2 separate regions of the Ovis aries genome follow, and region 1 is linked to region 2. Evidence: chromatin contacts called from public Hi-C data. All regions are on one chromosome and are shown on one strand. The core of a region is the stretch at or near the end of the contact, and the rest is flanking DNA. Distances in the headings are between cores, read along the strand shown.

The links. Hi-C and Micro-C count contacts between places; a contact is called where the count stands out from the background.
Region 1: a Hi-C map of liver shows a contact between it and region 2, with 5 times the contacts expected there. The contact joins the promoter of TCIM here to the enhancer-like site in region 2. A contact is called at or near these places in 8 of 16 Hi-C or Micro-C datasets (hypothalamus, liver, mixed tissues and 4 more).

What each region holds. Positions count from the first base shown.
Region 1 is chr26:34,591,601-34,594,300 of ARS-UI_Ramb_v3.0, reverse strand. It overlaps TCIM (transcriptional and immune response regulator), which reads right to left and starts at 1,349. Exons shown (of 1, transcript XM_004021793.5): 1 at 47-1,349. The coding sequence starts at 1,298. The coding sequence ends at 978.
Region 2 is chr26:34,485,216-34,487,973 of ARS-UI_Ramb_v3.0, reverse strand. LOC132658697 (a long non-coding RNA gene) reads left to right here. Exons shown (of 3, transcript XR_009598628.1): 3 at 1-2,758. Among named protein-coding and RNA genes, the nearest start is that of IDO2, 79 kb to the right of the region's middle. Within about 2 kb of position 1,318, at least 3 of the 54 cell types and tissues checked have an H3K27ac peak or open chromatin away from gene starts, as enhancers often do. A contact at or near this core is called in liver, where this site is marked.

The DNA.
Region 1 (2,700 bases), core at 100-2,599, 110 kb before region 2:
CCATCTTATTTTTCCTTTGAGATCAATCACCAACACCAAGAGCAGCTAAGTTTATATTAATTTATTAAGGTTGCATATCATTTGTCATGAATAATAAATTATAGAAAACATAGCATCTTTATAAACTATTAAGTGTCTCATATTCACTTCCTAATGCTTACTGCAATAACTGTAAGAAATTTAGATTATGTTTCAGCATTAGTCAGAAGATTAAAAAACACTATAAAATTTGTTCACAGTACTTTGGAACTATAAAGGACCCCATTATTTTAACTTTTGGGTAACCAGTTTGAAATGCATTAAAAACTCCTTACAGACCAGAAGGTGGCGTACGTTTTCACCAAGATGCTGAAAATACTGCAGTTCCTTGAATTTGTTCTTAGATCATATGGTGCACTTTTTAAGGCATTGTCACAAATGCAAATAAATAATCAATTACTGATCTTTAAAAAGAAAAAAAATCTACCAATAGACAACACTGAATCTTGGCAACACTTGGAACATTCAAATAAAAAACTCAGTAAACGATTGCAGCATGGAATTCTCTCTCTTAATCCCCCTCTCCGTCCTCCCTCCTCCCTGCTCAGTTTGTTTAAGGGAAAAAAAAGTTCAGGTTGAATTTCAGTCCTAGGGCCTGACCAGGAGACCCTGGCTGCCAGTCTTTCTCAGCCATCTGTCTTCTTCCCCTTATGTCCGTTCAGACTCTCCTCCTGACATCAGCGCCAGTCTTTCTCCTGCAGGGAGAGTTTTCCAATCCTTGCTGAAAGCACTTCTCCACTGGAACAGCACAGGCATGAAATTGGTTGGAGTCCTTGTCACCAGTTCATTCTGTTCCTCTCCTGCCCCGAGTCCCGGAGTCCTGACGGAAGAGAAACTTACAAGGCAACAGCAAGATGCTGTGCGTGTCAGGGTCTTACAGACTCACTTGGTCTTTAAATGTCCATTCTTGGATGATGTCCTTATCCACCCTCTGGTCCTCAGTGAACTTTGATGGAATATTTCCGCAGTTTCAGAAACTGGAAAAGCTTGTCTTTCGTTCTCTTCTTCAGAGCCATCAGGGCTCGCGTCTTCTCCTCTAGGTCTTGATCTATGGCAAAAATGATCTTAGCTCTCTCCTCCGCTTTCTTGTCCCCGGAGTTTTTGAAGAGCCTCTGTAATGCTTCTTGGTCTATGTTTTCGAAGATGTTGCCCACAGCTTTCTTACGTGAAGCTGTGTCGAAGTGGTAGCCGTGGATGGACGGGCTGACTCGCAGCGAGGTGGACATGCTGAAGGCTGGGTGGCTTGGCTTGGCTTTCATGGATGGGGGATTCTTCGGGAATTCAGCTCCCAGGCTCTCCAGAGAGTCTGTAGCAAAATCATTCCAGGACTGCTATTTAAAGTGTGAACAAAAGCTCCAGGCTCAGATTACACTGGTGACATCAGAGTGATCTCAAGGAAGCATAATCGCAGACCAGTTTAACAGTTGAGTTGCCAATGTCCTTCCTGTTCTTATGTTCAGTGTTACTGAAAGCTGTATTCAATGACGGGGCAGAAATAAAGAGAGGGATTCTTTTTAATACATCTGTGGCAATTGAATTACAGGTTTGGGCTCCTCTGTAGGAAAAAGGAAAAAAAAAAGAGCTTAAACCAGAACAGCGCAAAGCAAAGAAATACACATGGTGAAATCTTTTAGCTTCTGAAAATCTTCCCAAACAACCAAAACAAAAGCTTCTGCCAGTCACCGAAAAGTTTTAATTCCCAGAGAAGTTATAAAAGTATAGTCTAAACATTTGGCAATCCACATCAGCGCCCTCTGGACTTCCCTAGGCAGGGCAACCCTGGAGCTATTGAGAGAAAGCTTAACAATCAAAGACGTTGATTTGGAGTCTGACAGTGGACTGGGGCTCAGACACTACAGAATGCTGACGTGACACAGCCTGAGTCAGTGACCATTCAGAGACTGCGTCTAGGAGCTAATCTGCAATTACTGGATCAAGCTGTAATTTAATAAAAATAATGACAATAGGCAATTTCTCCTTAGGCTTGTGTATATATCAACAGCAAGGTCAAAAAAGCCAGGAGGAAGAGTTAAAAGGCGCTTTATGTACACAGCACTCAAAAGGGATGAATCGACTTTTTTCATATTTATTTTGGCATCAGTCAGACACAGTCAAAGCAAGTTTTAAAATCTGTGCTTTCCACATTCCACCACATTCAGCCAGCCACTGTCCCCAGTGATGTATGGAACACTAACAGTCTGCCCAGAGTTCAGTGTCAGATTCAAAGTGCCCCAGAGACTCTTCTTCAGGGACCTTCTGCCAGCCTAGCATTCTCAAATACAGAGGTGGCCTTCATTTTTCTCCCATCTAGTCAGCTAGAGAAATGCACATGGATTTCCCTGGTGTTCTTGTGGTTAAGACTCTGCTCTCCCAATGCGGTGGGTACATGTTCGACCCCTGGGTGGGGAACTAAGATCCTGCAAGCCACATAGTACAACCTTAAAAAAAAAAAAATTCACAGAGGGAAAGCGTGTGGATAACATACCTTCCTAGAAAACTGAATTAGGGGCACTTTTCGTGTATTCACTCATTCACTCACTTATTTAAACGATATGTATTCAAGGTTGACTTTCAGCTGGGCCTCCTCCATGGCTCTGCGGTGAAGGATCCACCTGCAACGCAGGAACGGCAGGAACTGCAAGTTCAGTCCCCACATCAGGA
Region 2 (2,758 bases), core at 69-2,568:
TCCAGCATGGAGGCAAACCCAAGGTGTTAAGCAGCACATAGGCTAGTGGTGCAAGGAGGCGGAGAAACAGGAGCTGGTAGCTGATTAAGTCTCTGAGGGTTTGTAGGACCTTATCAGGAAGAGACAAGAGGGGAGGTGTCCAGGGAGTGCCAGGCTCTCCCACTATGTGGAGTGGAATGACTTGGTTAACTATCCTTAATTATGAGGAGTTCAGATAACGTGATTTAAAGTAGCAATAACCACGCCGACATGCTCTGATGTTGTTTGGAAAGAGCAGGCAGCCATGGTCCAGGGAGGGCTTACTCCATGGAGCTGGTGGTCATGGAGGTGGGCAATTTTGGGTAAGAAAAAATAAAATGGGTTTCCCGGGCACCTTTTGCTGTTCAAATAGGATTAATTGGTCTATTATTTCACATGCTATTTGTGAGAAATATTGCCTGTGTTTATTGCAAACAGGCAGGGGCTAGCCCAAATGGCAACAGCTTCAAATACATGCCGATTGATCGCAGAAAGAGAGTTGATTCCACGTGTACTCAGCACCGACTCATCAACTGCACACTCATCTGCGGATCACTGAGTGTTAGAAAAGAAAGAAAACTTGCAGAGCCTCCAGCCCAGCTCCCTGTCTTCAAGACTGAAGATCCTGAGTTTCAGTGAGAAGGTGAGAACTGTCTACGATGGGCAGGCAGAGGAAAGGAACACAACCATCCCACCATTCTGTTTCTATTTGTTTGCAGAAGAATCCAGATTGGTATGAAACATTTTTCCAGTGCTCTCTTCTCTCGTGAACTTTAAAAAAAAATTATTTCATGTTGGAGTACAGTTAATTTGCAATGGTGTACTTGTTTCAAGAAATACACCTGGAGGCTCAGTTGATAAAAAATCCACCTGCAATGCAGGAGGCCTGGGTTCGATCCCTGGGTTGGAAAGATCCCCTAGAGAAGGGAACTGGCCACCCACTCCGGTATCCTGGCCTGGAGATTTCCATGGACGCTCTAGTCCATGGGGCCACAAAGAGTCGAAAGTGACTTTCACCTTTTTTCAAGTGTACAGCAAAGTGATTCAATTAGACACGTGAAAGTCAAAGTCGCTCAGTTGTGTCTGACTCTTTCTGATGTGATTTCTAAGTGATGTTAGCATCACTTAGAAATATGCAAAAACCACACAGTGTAGTAAATCAACTATATTTCAATAAAAATTAAAAAGAAAAACAAAAAGAAACACACCAAACCAGTTTCAGGTCCCAGAAACAGTCTCCCCTCAGATAAAATCCTGGTTAGTCAGCAGCCTGTTTGGAATGTTGCCATCTGTCTCCTTTCCTGTGTCTTTTGGCCCAAACTATCCTGAATTTTTTAGTATGTCCTTCATTTAACAGTAGTAATGTTGCTGTTTTTCCTCCTGAAACCTGAATTTGTGTTCTATTTCAGTTGAAACTTACTGATCCAAGAGAATGATCAAAAAGAAGTGTTTTCCTTTGTAATAAAGGCAAACAATTTTATGCAAGTTTTTGGAGAGGGAGGGGTAGGCAGGCCTTCAAAACAGCCTTAGATTTTTTTTTTTTTTTTGCTTCATATTCAGATGATAATAAAGAGCTTAAGTTTTCCCCTCCAGAAAGCAAAGCTCTTTTTCATTGAATGCGAGGTGAATTATAGATTATGTCTCAAGGTATCCTTGCTAACAAGAGAAAGAAGAAAGTGCCATGAGCCAGAGGATCTCAAACTTTAGCTTGTAATGCCATCACCTGGGAACTTGTTAGAAAAGCAGATGTTCAGGTCGACCCTGAAATCTGCAAGTCAGAAATTCTGGGAGTCCTCCAACCTGTGTTTTATCAAAATTCAGATAATTCTGATATAAGCCTAAAGTTTGAGATATAGGTTGCTGGAGACTTAAAGAATGCAACCCATTTAAGAATTTACTACTGACTATGAGAACAGGTCGTATTTCTTCTAGTCTGAGAGCAGCTATTTTGATCAAGGCAGGACTGTTTCCGTATCACTGTGGCTGCAAGCTGAAGATAACATAGCGCGTTTAGAGCAGGCTGCCCTGCACAAGGTGAGGAGCAAGTTGCCCGTGTGATGTGATCTTATACGCTGCTCCCATCAGCCTCTGCTCCCCACATTTGCCTCTCCCCTGCTTGGAATTTCACTAATCATGCTTAATAACTAGACTGAAGGATTTAATCCTATTATACCTCACGTTCCTTAGGCAGGTTAATACTTTCATCCTTTATCAGTCTCTTATACAATGGACTGAGTTTTGGATTCCTTCTGGAGGAAAAGTGTTGAGAACCATGAAAGGCAGGGAGAAAATTAGACTATTTAAGGAAGGTACAATATAAATGTGTTTTGTTGCCTACCTCAAAATGCATACATGGCCTTCTTTTTTGTTTTTTGAACAGAACTCTATTTTTTGCTAGGAGCTTCCCTGGTGACTCAGAGGGTAAAGCATCTGCCTGCAATGAGGGAGACCAGAGTTCAATTCCTGGGTTGGGAAGATCCCCTGGAGAAGGAAATGGCAATCCACTCCAGTATCTTTGCCAGGAAATTCCTGTGGACGGAGAGGCCTGGTGGGCTACAGTCCACGGGGTCACAAGGAGCCAGACATGACTGAGAGATTTCACTTTCACTTTCATGTCTATTCTGCCTCCATCGTAGCTAAGAAGGCTATGTGATTAAGACATATTCAGTAGAAAGTAAAAGATATGCAGAAAAATTTTTTGGACGCCTTCTAAAATAAAAACAAAATTGTCTGTATTTCC